Regions from separate parts of the Danio rerio genome. Here region 1 is linked to region 2. A link is a contact called in public Hi-C data. All regions are on one chromosome and are shown on one strand. Each heading gives the region's core, a stretch centred on a gene start, on an enhancer-like site or on the middle of the called end of the contact. The rest is flanking DNA. Distances are from core to core; before and after follow the strand shown.

The links. Hi-C and Micro-C count contacts between places; a contact is called where the count stands out from the background.
Region 1: a contact with region 2 is called in a Hi-C map of embryo, with 2.2 times the contacts expected there. The contact joins two enhancer-like sites. A contact is called at or near these places in 2 of 18 Hi-C or Micro-C datasets (caudal fin and embryo).

What each region holds. Positions count from the first base shown.
Region 1 is chr4:19,284,530-19,291,422 of GRCz12tu, forward strand. The region is part of intron 1 of wnt7ba (wingless-type MMTV integration site family, member 7Ba); the gene reads left to right. Among named protein-coding and RNA genes, the nearest start is that of wnt7ba, 12 kb to the left of the region's middle. Within about 2 kb of position 1,537, at least 25 of the 62 cell types and tissues checked have an H3K27ac peak or open chromatin away from gene starts, as enhancers often do.
Region 2 is chr4:19,117,422-19,124,074 of GRCz12tu, forward strand. No RefSeq gene overlaps it. Among named protein-coding and RNA genes, the nearest start is that of rint1, 17 kb to the left of the region's middle. Within about 2 kb of position 1,295, at least 4 of the 62 cell types and tissues checked have an H3K27ac peak or open chromatin away from gene starts, as enhancers often do.

The DNA of each region.
Region 1 (6,893 bases), core at 287-2,786, 170 kb after region 2:
AAAAAAAAAACTCTGCATTTCGCGATGCAGATGCCTGTGGTCCTTCACTGACTCAATAGGTGCAGAGAATAGTGTCAAACAGTCGTGAGTGTATTGAATATCCTGTCGCAAAACAAGGCAAAAAAATCCTGCATGATGGTAATAGTTTGATTAAGATGTTTACGGGTCTGCACAGAATTTCAATAATGCCACTAAAATCGTCGCACTCCACATGTCTTAATTCGATTTCTGTTTAGTTTGATTATGACTTTGCATTAAGGTAATAAAACAATCACTGTTTACATGGTAGACTCTTAATCAGAATATGTCTTAACCGTAATAAAATCAGATTATTGGTGCCCATGTAAACGTACTCATTGTTTACATCTGTATTCAATGTCATTCACTTTTTTATGCATCATCAAAAACACATTTCAATATCAGGTGTGAACAAACAAACCCTAAAACTAGAGGTCTACAAATAAAAGAGGAGAAAATCCCCTCACATTTTTTGCCTAAATATCACAAACCAGCTTTGAACAGTATTGACATTCACATCAACAGAAAGTGACTTTACACTACAGACCAAAGAACTGAGTGCATTTTGGTACTGCTTCTCCCTGTACGCACACACACACACACACACACATACACACACACACACACACACACACACACACACACACACACACAAACACACACTAAAATGACATCACCACACATCTGTTGTCCCAACAGGCATTCATCACATGGGCACCAAAACGACAAACCTCCCTCTTTTTTTACCCATCTTACAATTTCTAGCTTTCCTTCTCTCTCCATTCCACAATTATTATCTGCACTGACCTGTGGCTCATTCCTCATCCTACATTTACAAGTACGTGCATTGAGGAATAGAGAAAAGATTTTCATTAGAAGTCAATTATTCTTTTAGGTGACCCTTCAGTCGACCCGTGTGATTACAAACAAACCGCATCAATGAGCTCAGCACTAATAAAAAAAAAAAACGGGCATACATGACGGACTGAAATGCTCAGTTTCTCTTTCTTTCTCTACCTACAGTATTTTAGAAATACTTATCGCACTGTTTTTTCGTGTGTGTGTGTGCTGTGACTAATAATAACATCCAATCCAGAAACATCCAAGGTCATACTTCTACTGCTCTTTGACCTTTAAAGTTTTCTATAATAATTTAGATATTGCTTTTATTTTAATGCACTGCTAACACTAACACTCACAGCTTTTCTTTTAGGAAAATTCATCTCAAAATGAGTTTTATAATTGTTTAAACTCTAACTTCACCACAGAATTGTGTCACATTTGTAGAAAATGAAGATTCTCATGAAGAGAATGAAGAAACTGATTTACCGCCTGGCGCAGTGTGATTTTTCAGACCCAAAAATGGCGGGCTTTGGGTTCAAGCCAGGCGGTCTTGATTCAGCTTTAATCGACAGTGGATAAGTTTATACTTTGGAGGGCGGGATACAAGATGGCGGGAGCAGTGAGGTGCAGTTCTCATTTGGGGCGGCAGCAATTTTTTTTGCAAATAGGCTGTTGAGTAGAGCCCTCTTGTGGGGATTTATTGAAAGTGTTCTGGCAAGAGGACATGGGGGTAGTTGGGTAGGTTATACTTATGCTAAACCTGAAGTGGGAAGTTCACTTTGATGAAGGGACAGAAAAGGGGATTTTCTTACAGCAGTGATAGAAGGAAGCTGCTTGTAATGGAAAGGATTATTTTGTGGAGCTCTGCCTCCCTCTAGTGGTAAGTTAGAGGTTGAGGGGGAATTGGAAAAGAAAGAAAAAAAAGGTGAAAAAGGATTTTAAAATACCATGTATCTCCGTTTTGTCAATAATACACTGTAAAAAATGCTGGGTTCAACACAATTACTTCTTGCCGTCTCAACACAAATCATTTAAGTTAACCTAATTGTTTGTACAAATTTAGGTTGATTGAACATAAATCAATTAAATTGTTACAAAAAACAAATGCATTTAGTTTCAACTCATTTAAAATAAGCAGTTTGAACAAGTAACGAAATTTTCACTCATTTTTTGACTAGGTTTTCAATTTATTCTGTATTAAGCAATGTTCAAATATGCAAATAAAGCAATATTAAATTAAGTATGCATACAAATCGCGGTATTATTTTATTTTTAAAGACCCTTTATCGCATTTGTTGAATTTAAGTTGCAATTCATCTACATGCCAACTAATTCTCAATAGATTATAAGTAGAGTGTTAGGTTTGGGTTAGAGTTAGTGTAATGTACTCAGTCAAACGTGTTGAAGGAGTAGTATCAACATGTATTAAGCAGACAGTCTACTAATACTCAAGTGAGAAGCAATTGGCATCTATTTGTAATGCAACAAAATGTGCAACAGGGTCTATCAAAATAAAGCAGTACCCAAATCGCATACATTTCTACTACAGAAAATATGAATACTGGATGAAGTCATGTCCAAAATCTTTGTTTTAGTTTTATATGTATTAGTCAAAGGTTTTTACAAAGTCGATTTTGGTAATCCTTTTTTTTTTACTCTATAATTCAGAAATCTTCAGAATGCAAATATCAACCAAAAGCTGCAATTTTATTAACAGCCGTTATAAATGTGTTGTAATTTAAATTTACACAACTTGATCAACTGCTATAGATACTTATAATGTGTGTTTTGGATGTTTTCTGTCCATTAATTGATTAAAGAAAATGCACAAAATGTTGAAACGAACAGGTGCAGGATAATACAATATCGCTTGCCTTGTCTTGCCTTTAAAGTATGATTTACATAATTATATGTAAATAATAATAAATATTATAACATTTAAAAAAAAATAGCTAATTAAGATTTTTATTTGTGAACGAATGTAACACAATATGCTGGCAGTGGGTAAATAATAAAGTATAACAAACTGTCACTAGTCCAGCTGTTTCTGCATCTGTTTGTGGGTAGACATAAGCAACATCTGGTTTATGTTTTAAGTGAGAATGAATAATAAAAAAGAGAATCGATTCTGGAGTAACTTATAGCAAAATTGTGTGATTTACTCAGACATTTATAAGCAACACATTTATGAAAGTCTGCTGTTTTTTTTTTTTCTTTGCTCGCTTCAGTTTTTTCTAACACAGCCTGTAATTGGGAAGACATGCCTCTGAAACATCTTTGTACACGTGTTTACAATTATCTTTTGTCAGCTCTGGGGAATAAGCCTAGCATAATCATGCGAGCAAATTCAAGTGTGATAGAGCATCATGTGGTCAAAATCAACCAACTTGTTGATCGCACGCACTTGGACTCACAGATGTCAAAGGGTGCAAGCGAGAAAAAAAAGAAAAGTACCCAGAAAGTAATTGCAGATGAAGAACTGAAACAAACAGCCCTGAAGGGAGGTGGGCTGTATTGATGTCCACTTTCCATTCCTTTTACTATACAGAACAAGAGCGCTAAACAAGCCTTTTCCGTCCCCGCAAGCATTTTAAGGGGCTCTCGAGCAAACGGGTCACTGACAAAATGCAATGAGACAATGCTATTCCCCCAAGACAAGGAAAATTGTCCTCTTTTCCCCTACAATCTTGATGAAGTAAATGAAAAGGAGCAGATTCCATTGTGTAACCTTCCAAAGTATGAGAGCTCAGCTAAAGTGCAGTTTTGGCTAGAATTGCGGTCAAAAACACTAACAAAAGAAACGATTTTTTTTCTTTCTTCCACTTTGGTTCCTCCCTTTCATTCTCTTTCAATTCATTTGTAGTTTCACAGGCTTAAGAGAATATTATGCATCATTTTCGGTTTTATAGACTATTATACAAGTGGACTAGAACATGGGACTGAATAGATAGACTTAAAATATATCTGCGCAAGATGACATCCATTCTTTTGGCTTTTATGTCGACTAAAAAAAAAAAAAAAACATTTAGCATTTCTGTTAAGAGGAAAAAGAGAAAGCTTCAAGAGCAAATTGGAGATGAATCATACTGGTAATCCAAGGTAGTTTCGGTTCCTGTGATTTCGTATGGAAATGTGGATGAAATTGCAGAACTATAAAAACTGCATTAGCTTTATCACTTGCTGTCACAGAATTTGAACATTTTTGGAGGTATAAATCTAAAGTTGTCTGTAGTGTCTGTGACTATTAAATCATAAAAAAGATCTAAAATATACAGTTGAAGTCAGAACTATTAGCCCCTCTTTGAACAGGGTTTCTGCAGGTATCTTTAAGTCAAAGTTTTGAGATGGATTATTGGTGATTAGTTATCTTTACTTAAACATAGGAAAATTAAGACCTGTTTAACATGATTTAAGACTTACAACAAAATATTCAAGTGAATATAAGACTTTTTAAGGCCTAAAATTTTGTTTTTGAAATTTAAGACATTTTATGACGTTGCAGACATCCTGTTTGAATTTTTTTTTCTTTTTAAAATATTTCCCAAATGATGTTTAACACAGCAAGGAAATTTTCACAGTATGTCTGATAGTATTTTTGTCTTCTGGAGAAAGTCTTATTTTGGCTTTTAATTATTAGCCCCGCTTAAGCTATATTTGTTTTCGATTGTCTAAAGAAAAAAACATTGTCATTTAATAACTTGCCCAATTACCTGCCTAGTAAACCTAATGAACCTAGTTAAGCCTTTAAATGTCACTTTAAGCTGTATAGAAGTGTCTTGAAAAAAAAAACTAGTAAATTATTATGTACTGTCATCATGGCAAAGATAAAATAAATCAGTTATTAGAAATTAGTTATTAAAACTATAATATTTAGAAATGTGTTGAAAAAAATAATCTCTCCATTAAACAAAAATTGGGGAAAAAATAAACAGGGGGGCTAATAATTCTGACTTCAACTGTACATGTATAAAGCTACTTTTTTATATTGTATACATTTTATACTTTATTTTATATTGTATAATATATATGTATAAAACTGCTAAACTGTTAAAAATAGGACATTTTGAGAGTCAATTTATTGTTTGTTTGTTTTTTTACATGAGAAATGCTTGACCAGAGCTGCCCAAACTAGGGGCATGGTAACCATTCATTTGGCCCACCATCCCATCTGAGAGGAGAGGGAGAGTGATGGGGATGGTTTCGAGATTGTCAATTCAAGTTTAAATGCAATAATTTTTGTTTTTTTATTGTTAAAAGCTGACTAATTATATGTTTCAATTAAATGGTATAAATCAATCAGATTTAGTTCAAATGTAAATACTGCAACCCGACAATCCAGAAACTTTGGAGAGCAAATCAAGTCAAAGGCAGATTCTGCTTAACTAGCGTACTTAGCATTGATCTCATCTATGATATAAATGTGATTATGTTTTTATTGCAACGAGTTAGCATTTAAAAAATCATACTGCATTAGTTAAAACAATTTAAAGTAAGGTTATTATTTATTTTAAAAATATATTAAATTAGCAAAATTAGCCATGGCAACTTTAATGTAATATACTGTAGCGTGCTATATTTACCTTTGGCTCACGGCTCTCAGTGATATTTGGTTTTTGGCCTTTCATACAAAAAAGTTTTGGCACCCCTGCTTTTAACATATTATGTGCATGAGGTCCAAAGCTCAGTTTAACTTGGAAAAAAATGTCAGAAATATAATATTGTATATAACATAGTAATAAATACTAACTCAACTACATAGTTATTTTTGAGAAAAATCACAGAATTGTTCTACTGTGTTTCATTGCACTAAGGTTTCTAAAAATATTTTTTAGTAAACTGTTTATATATATATATATATATATATATATATATATATATATATATATATATATATATATATATTTTTTTTTTTTTAAATAATCATATACCTGACTTTTGTTTACTAAAATTAATTTTATCATTTAAAAATAGAGGCTACAAAATAAAGAAAAACAAAACTGAATTTTGCTTTTATATGGTCCTAATTGTTATGTAGGAAATAATTCACAACCAACTGTTGAATTATAAGAAAGAATCGCCACTCTGCTTTACATCACAGCCACATCACCACCTTGGATGTGCAGTATTTTCTAATTCAACAGATGAATAACCCATGTCAATTATTGTACTTTTACTATGATTACTACAGCTAAAAGACACTGTCCAAATGTTGTAATTTAGGGTATTTGTCAAGTATCTGTTCCCAAACTGCTGTGTATAGCATTTAAAGGTCTTATGAAGTGCTTTGAAATAAATATTTTTATTTGATGTTTGACGTAATCTCAATTGAACGATGAGAGGGTGGGACATTAGTGAGCGTGATTGAGCACAAGTGCATCAAATGAAAAGCAACTGAGAAGAGTCTTGAAGGGACAGGGCATGTCAGTTACTAGAGAGCATTTGATTGGTTATGATGTGATAAGAAACTGTAGTACGACTTGACATTGAATAAAACCATTGGTCAATTTGGGTGCAAGTGACAAACCACAAGCTTTACATGTTTTGTCAGTTTTATATCTTCTAAATGCAAATGTTGTCACTGTTTTGGGGCACACTAGCTTATAAGTATCTGAAAAATGAACAATACTGATGCTTACATCTAAAAAACATTATTTTAATTTCATGGGACTTTAAACCTCTGCTCCAATGCTTTATGTTACATATTGATTTAAAAATTGGACTAATGCAAGGCTGTGAAACAACAGACATCAATCAGCACAGTTATACATAACTGTAATGCAGTCAAGACCTGTCTGGGACAACTTTAGCTGTGCGTTTATCTGAGAATAACTGCATGCCTTAAAATGTTCATCAACCAATCAGAATCAAGCATTCCTGTAGTATAAATTCATATAATGAATACTATAAAACAGCCATTTCCCAAAATACAGCCAGAATTGCTTCAACAAGCTCAATGTCAGATTCAAACATCTCACTTAAACACACTAAAAGATCACAAGCATGTGCAAAATAAGTTCAGCTGCAACCCATGT
Region 2 (6,653 bases), core at 45-2,544:
TATTACATTCTATTCTCTATTCTCAATGTGTAATGAACGTTTAGTTTTCCAATGTTGAAGAATAGCTTTAAAACTCCTTTTAGAGTGACTTCAATCAGGTTAAAATGAGGTGGTGAAACATCCGTTTACGAAAATAATCCTACAAACAAAACAAAGAAGAAATTGGTATTTCTGTATCAAGATCTATTTTTTTCTGTAATTCCCAACCAAAATTGCTGTACAGGATTGCAGTACCAAAAGAATGGAGGTAGGTGTCAATGTAAATGGAGCGTACTTTAAATCAACTGTATGTTTTACAGCATGTCAGCGTTAATTAGGAAATACAAACTATTCTTAGGGAATAAGGCTGGCTAATACTAACTGTACTATGGCCACAAATGTGTACTGTATATATCAGGAATATTTAATTTAGTTAAAACGTATAATTGAATCAAAATTTAATATATATTGTAAACATCAATAAAATTTATTCATTTATAATACCATCTAACATAAAGAAATGATAAAGGTAAAACATTCATTCAGGATTTTTTGATGAACAGAAACCTATTATTTTTAGTTGGGTATATTTGATATGATATACATGCTGTCATTTTTGCTTGAATTCAGTGCATCCTTTTTTTATTTTTTATTCGCTGACACCAAACATATAAAAAAGTATAGTATACAGTATGGGCTTTGTAGCTGTTCAAAATCTCAAATAGTGTACAGTAATGCTAATGCATGTTAGTACAGTCTGAAGTAAAAAGACAATTGTGGGCCATCCCTAGCTAAACATGCGTTTTGTGTGTGTTTACACATGACCGCTTAAGAAGGAACTGTGACCTGTAGAATTTGATGAGCCTGCACAGCATTTCTGTTAAGGCCAGGAATCTTATCCACCACAGTGTTTTGTAATCACATTCTATTTTTTACAGTTAATTAAGTGCATGCCACTGTGACAAGTAAGGATGCTTTTTTTTTTTTTTTTGCTCCTGTTGTAATAAGCAGCTAAACTAAAGAGAAAGGAGACGTCTGAGGAACATTTTCCAAAGTGAATTATGAAGGTAATGAAAGTGTTTCTCTCCTCTGTAGAGTATCTGGTGAAATAATGCAGTTAAAACCCAAGGGTGATGTCATGCAGACAAACGTTTCGGAGATTGAAAATCCATCAGTCCCGTGAAAGACGGGGGGGGAAAAAAGCAAGAAAGAAAATAGTGAGCGTTCAATATGTTTTCGCTTATAGGATCTGACAGGTTTGAGGCGAGGAGAAAAAAAGAGGAGGAGGAACGCATAAAAAAAAAAAAAGTTGGCAGGGACGAACCGCGAGCGCGTGGCAAAAAGATTCAAGTGCAAACGAGGCGGATGGAGAGCTGATAATGGGGGGAGCTTGAACAAGAGCTGCTCTTTCATTTAACCCCTGCCTACATCTTTGCTTCGCTTTGATTTCAGGAAATGCTAGGTTTTGAAACAAAGATTTGAAGCTTTACAGTTGGTGAATGCTTTGGTTGGATCGCACATTCAGGCTGTAATTTATGTTTGGCTAGCAGGTGATTTGATTTTAAATAACATGGTTTGGTATTTGTTTTGTCCCTCTTTTGTTTTGATGGCAGCTACACTCAAGCTCTATGGGTTTTTGAAAACCCTTGATGGTTATTTTGTTCAGACTGATCCAAAGCGCAACATCTGTTCAACTGTTAATGTGTTTTTCATTTTTAAGTCTTGGCATTTCTTTGTTTTGAATTTTTTTTAAAATGGAAAACTTGCTGTTTACTTCCAGCCTTAAATTTAATTCTGAATCCCAGACTTTCAAAATTAACTCAGGATTTTGTAGCCAACTACTTTTTTTCCCCTTACTTGCCAGTTTTAAATAGTTTGTCTCTAAGGGTGTGTTCACTCTTGTAGTTTGATTCTCTTGGTTCATTTGGTTGGAAGTATTACTAATACAAAAATTAGAAATTTGAGCCTTGTTTGTTGAGCATTTACAGTATCATTTTAGGACTGAATTTAAACTTACAAAAAAATAAAGAATTCTATGATGGATCACTTGAAAATAGATATGCTGATATTCAGCAATTCAGTATGTTGTGATAATGAGCATGCATAATACTGATATCACGGATATCTTCAAAATACCATGAATATTTTTTTTTTTTTTGTTTAACTTTTAGAGTGCTTTTAAAGAATATTCACATAGTATTTGCTGTAGTGTTCAAAACAGTGCCGAATGCTTGAAGACTTAATAGTGCAAACGTGAACATTTTAACATTTACATAAATGAGATTGTACGAATTAATAATAAGCCATTAAATCAAAAAGTTATGAATAGCTGTGAGATAATGTTGGTTAATCTGGCCTACTACATGCTTAAACATTGATTGAAAATTTGGTGGAATATTTATAGGGGTTTTCTATTGTTTGATAGCACTGTGCAATAAGGTTCCCATAGTAAACATGAGTAATAGTAATGATGAAAGCTATAAAAGCTCTTAATCTTTGGTGTTGTTACTTTTCTTGTTAGTGTTAATGCTTAATACATCTTTAAATTAATAGTCATGATCTGATTGCAATTTAAATTCATTTTATCAATTAGGTTAACTAATAAAATAAAATAGTATCTTTTTAACTGCACTGTAAAAAATTCCTGGTTGCCTTAAATTTTTAAGCTGAATCAAATTAACCTTATGAGTCCATTAAACTTATATCACGTTTATATCACGTTTAACAGCTTGTGTAACTTATTAAACAAAATTAATCATGTTTAACTTAATTTTGTAAGTTATAATAAACAAAAAACAAATGCTGTCATGACTAATTAATTATATAATTTTTTACAGTTTAATATTAACAGTAACTTGTAAGTCTGGTGCTGATTTTAAACTGCTAACTAACATTTCCTAATGAGACTTCATTGTTAAATGTTACATATATTGTGTTTTATAATCTATTTGCAGTTGAATTAGGTTGATACATAAATTTTTTCTGAAGGTATATATACAGTAAAAAACACTTTAATATGTTTAATTATACCTGTAAAAGGTTCTCTATAAAAACTATTAATCTCAACAAGAAAATTTGATACCATCATAAGTTGGCTTGTGTTTTCATGTAATGGTGTTTTTATCAGTTGAAAAGCTTAAAAAATGTGCAGAGGAGTAAAAACATGAGAAGTTCTCAATCATAAACAAATTAGGTTCTGCTGCGAGGAGACTCATTTCTCACACCTGTATTAAACTGCAACGGCAAATATTAAACAAACTTATAAAAAAGCAATCATGCTTAAGCATTCAGTTCTTTTTATGGTTGCCTTTTTAAAAGTTTGCTTCATTTGAAGGAAACCTGCCAATTCTGAACCTACCTTTAAACAATTTTACTTTTTCTGTTATGCTCTGTTTTTTGTTTCATTTTCTGCTCTGGTAACAGAATGTCTACTGTATTTTCTGACATGTATGACTGGAGAAAATGCATCAGACAGACATTTTGATGATATATTGAATGGAGACCACAGGTGTTTTTAGCTAACTAGGTCGGTCGTGAGTAGCTGTTGTCAGATTGGTAGTGACATGACACAAAGATGAACTGCAAATCGACTCCTCATTGCCTGTCCAAAAACAGACTGTTTTTGTCCTTTCTTTTTCCTAAACCCTCAAGGGAACAGACCGTGTACATCCATCAAAATCACATATTCCTACCAGGAGAATTCCAGTTTTTAATTGGAAATCCAGCTCTTGTGTCAGGACAAGTAAACTCTAGGTCAAGAAGCTAAGTTTGTATTGACTAACACTGGCAATGGTCCATTTTTATGCTTTACTGTGGATTGGTTTCCAGAAGTGGACAGGCCCATAGCGATTTTGAACAGTGGATGACATTTTGGCCATTTTTAGATAATGGACATTTAATAGTGTTCAGATTTCCTTGTGTGCAGAGCCTTGTTTACCTGTTGAACTTGGCCAGTCAAACACTTCATCACTTCTAAAGTAACTGCTGACATGTTCTTTTCACCTGATGTGTTTAAAGGGCTTTGGATAATAATAGATAATAGATGGGTCAATGACATAAGATGGTACAATCTGAAAGGTTTCTGAAATGATCTTTGATCTCATTATTGTAATAATGTGTTTAAAAAAATATGACATTGTTTATAGAATTAACATTAGTCAATCAGCCAAACAATATTTTAGTTTTAATCATGCTTTTTTTAAGATACTTTTTTTTTTTTTTACTATTTATTTACTTATTATGTCTACCACATAACCTTTTGGTAATTGAATTACCTTTTGAATAAAATTTTTTTTATTCACAATTTACTAACATTTTCATTTATCTTATCTTTAGCTCAATTAATATTTGGGTGAATGGTATGAAAGTTCAAATATATTTATTTAAGTACTTGAGAGCAGTTTTGCATATTTACATTTTCTTTTCTTTATTTTGGACCTTTTTTTTTTCATTGACCCATAAGTCAAATACCTGGGTTAATAAAATTAAATCAGTCTGGGAGTGTTTATTTAGGTTCTCTGTTCGGTCAGAACATTGGAAGTTGGCATTAGAGGTTTACTAGGCAGCAGGGAGCAACAAAGCTTTTGCACAGTTTATTTTTATTGCATTTCTTTTATTTCACACATTTCATAATATTTTGCACTCACCGTAAAATCTTTGAAAGACTCGTTGGGACTCAGCTTTCAAACTTGGACGCAGGATACTTTTTCTAATTTTTTTTGTTCCCGGTTAATCTCAATGCCTCTTGGTCGTCCATTTATAATCTCGAGTGTCTTGCAAAGGAATAACAAATTGGAAATGTGAAGGAGAACATAAGCCATACTAAATAACTCCAAGGTCAGTTTAGCGAACGTTAGGTTTGTTTTTCTGAATGTTTGGAGAGAAAGGCTGAAATAGAGAGCACTGGATTTCATCCTGCTGTGCTCTTCATCTTACGTTACATAGTTTCAGACAAAAAAAAAATCTGGCTTTTTTGGCTGAATCAAAGAGGGCCGCAGGACTCAAAACATCACTATGAAAATGCATGACAGAGGATGAAACCTAATCCTGTTCTAGGCCCTCAGTCTAAATCAGCTTTAGCTGTGGAGAGAGCTGGCAGGGAGCTTTGGTTCCACAGTTCACGCCAGGCCTCTCGACACGCAAACTCCCGAGGAGCGTTTGCCAGTGTCCTCGGCTGAACTAGCCTGCTGATTGATTTGCACCGAGCTTCCAGCCGCCCCTCTCCCCAGCCTCAGCAGGTGGTGAGTGTTTGGGACTTAAACCAGGGAGCGATCAGGTTACAGTCATTTCTTTCAAATATCATTGATAAATATGGTGGAAGAGCTCCGAAGCAGCCAGCCTCATTTGTTGTAGAAATGCAGTCATAATCACATTCTGGAAAAAAAAATGCTACGTTAGCTGTGAAAACAGATGTAGGAAATTGTTCTGTTTGTAAACCCAGACTCTTTCTTTCACTCAAATATTTAAAGAATAGCTCAGCCGTAAGTAAATATCAGCATCATTTACTCACCGTTAGGTCCTTCCAGACATGCTTGACTTTTTATTTATTTTTTTTTTTTGAAAATTAACTCTTGCATTTATTCTCACAATGTAGATAGGACGTATGGCAGTCAAATCGACTGTCATTGGATTGGTTTGAGTCGGATATGAAAACCTTTAAACTTTACCGTTAATAGTTTAATGTTTTAAAAGCATGAATGCAGTTGAACAGTTCTTTTAGATCACATTTGATTTTTTTTTTTTATTAGATTTTTTTTTTTTTTTTACAAAATTAAAAATATTTTAATATGAAACATTGGATTTTCATTTTAGTTATTTTAGCAACTATGGAAACTTTGTAGCTCTTTGTAATGGAAAAAAAAAGATTTTCTCTCATGGTTAGTTTAAATTTACAATAGTTTCTTTTAAAGTCTGTAATTTAAAGAGTGTTGTACACCTTTTGGAAGCAAATACATTCTTTGGACAATGTCAAAGTAGACAAAAGCTTCCATCCTACTTTTTGTAGTTGGCAATTTAGTCTGATTTATGCATTCACACTTGATTGTACTTGTCTTTGTGGATTTATTATACAAAGATGCAGAAAACTCATGCATCTTTCCACTGCTCTGGAACACTAACAGTCTTCAAACTTTGTCACAATAAAGAGCAAAATCATTCATTTGCAAACTTCAGAGCAGATGCACCTGCGCAGTGTGTTTTTTGGAGGCATTCCTAAAGTGTGAAGCATCAGGCTATTGGAACGTTTTGTGGTTTCGAGAAGCTGCGCATCGGAGGCCCATGGAGGGAGGTGTGATTTTTAAAAGTCGCCTCTTTCATTCAGAAAAATGTCCGGCGGCCGGCCAGGTCCAAACACTTGTACAAACACGCCATCTCCTTCGCTCATTTCCAGCTCTGTCAGGCCTTTCCCCGCTGGGTTCAGTTTCCACTGAGGAAGCCCAGTCACATCCAGAGCAGTCTTTTGACACTGGTATTTGTCTAGTAGTCTGTTTGTTTAGTCTATGGTCTAAAGGAACCGCTTTGTTGCCAGCTGCAGGCCTGGTGATTGCGCAGTAACTAAGCTTCGATCTCGGAAGTGAGCGCGTGCACCTTGGTGTGAGGTAGTGACTTTATGGCCGGGTGTGTTTTGTGTGACTGGTGTGGAAGCAGACCTCAACAGCCCTCACACCTGTCGCTGC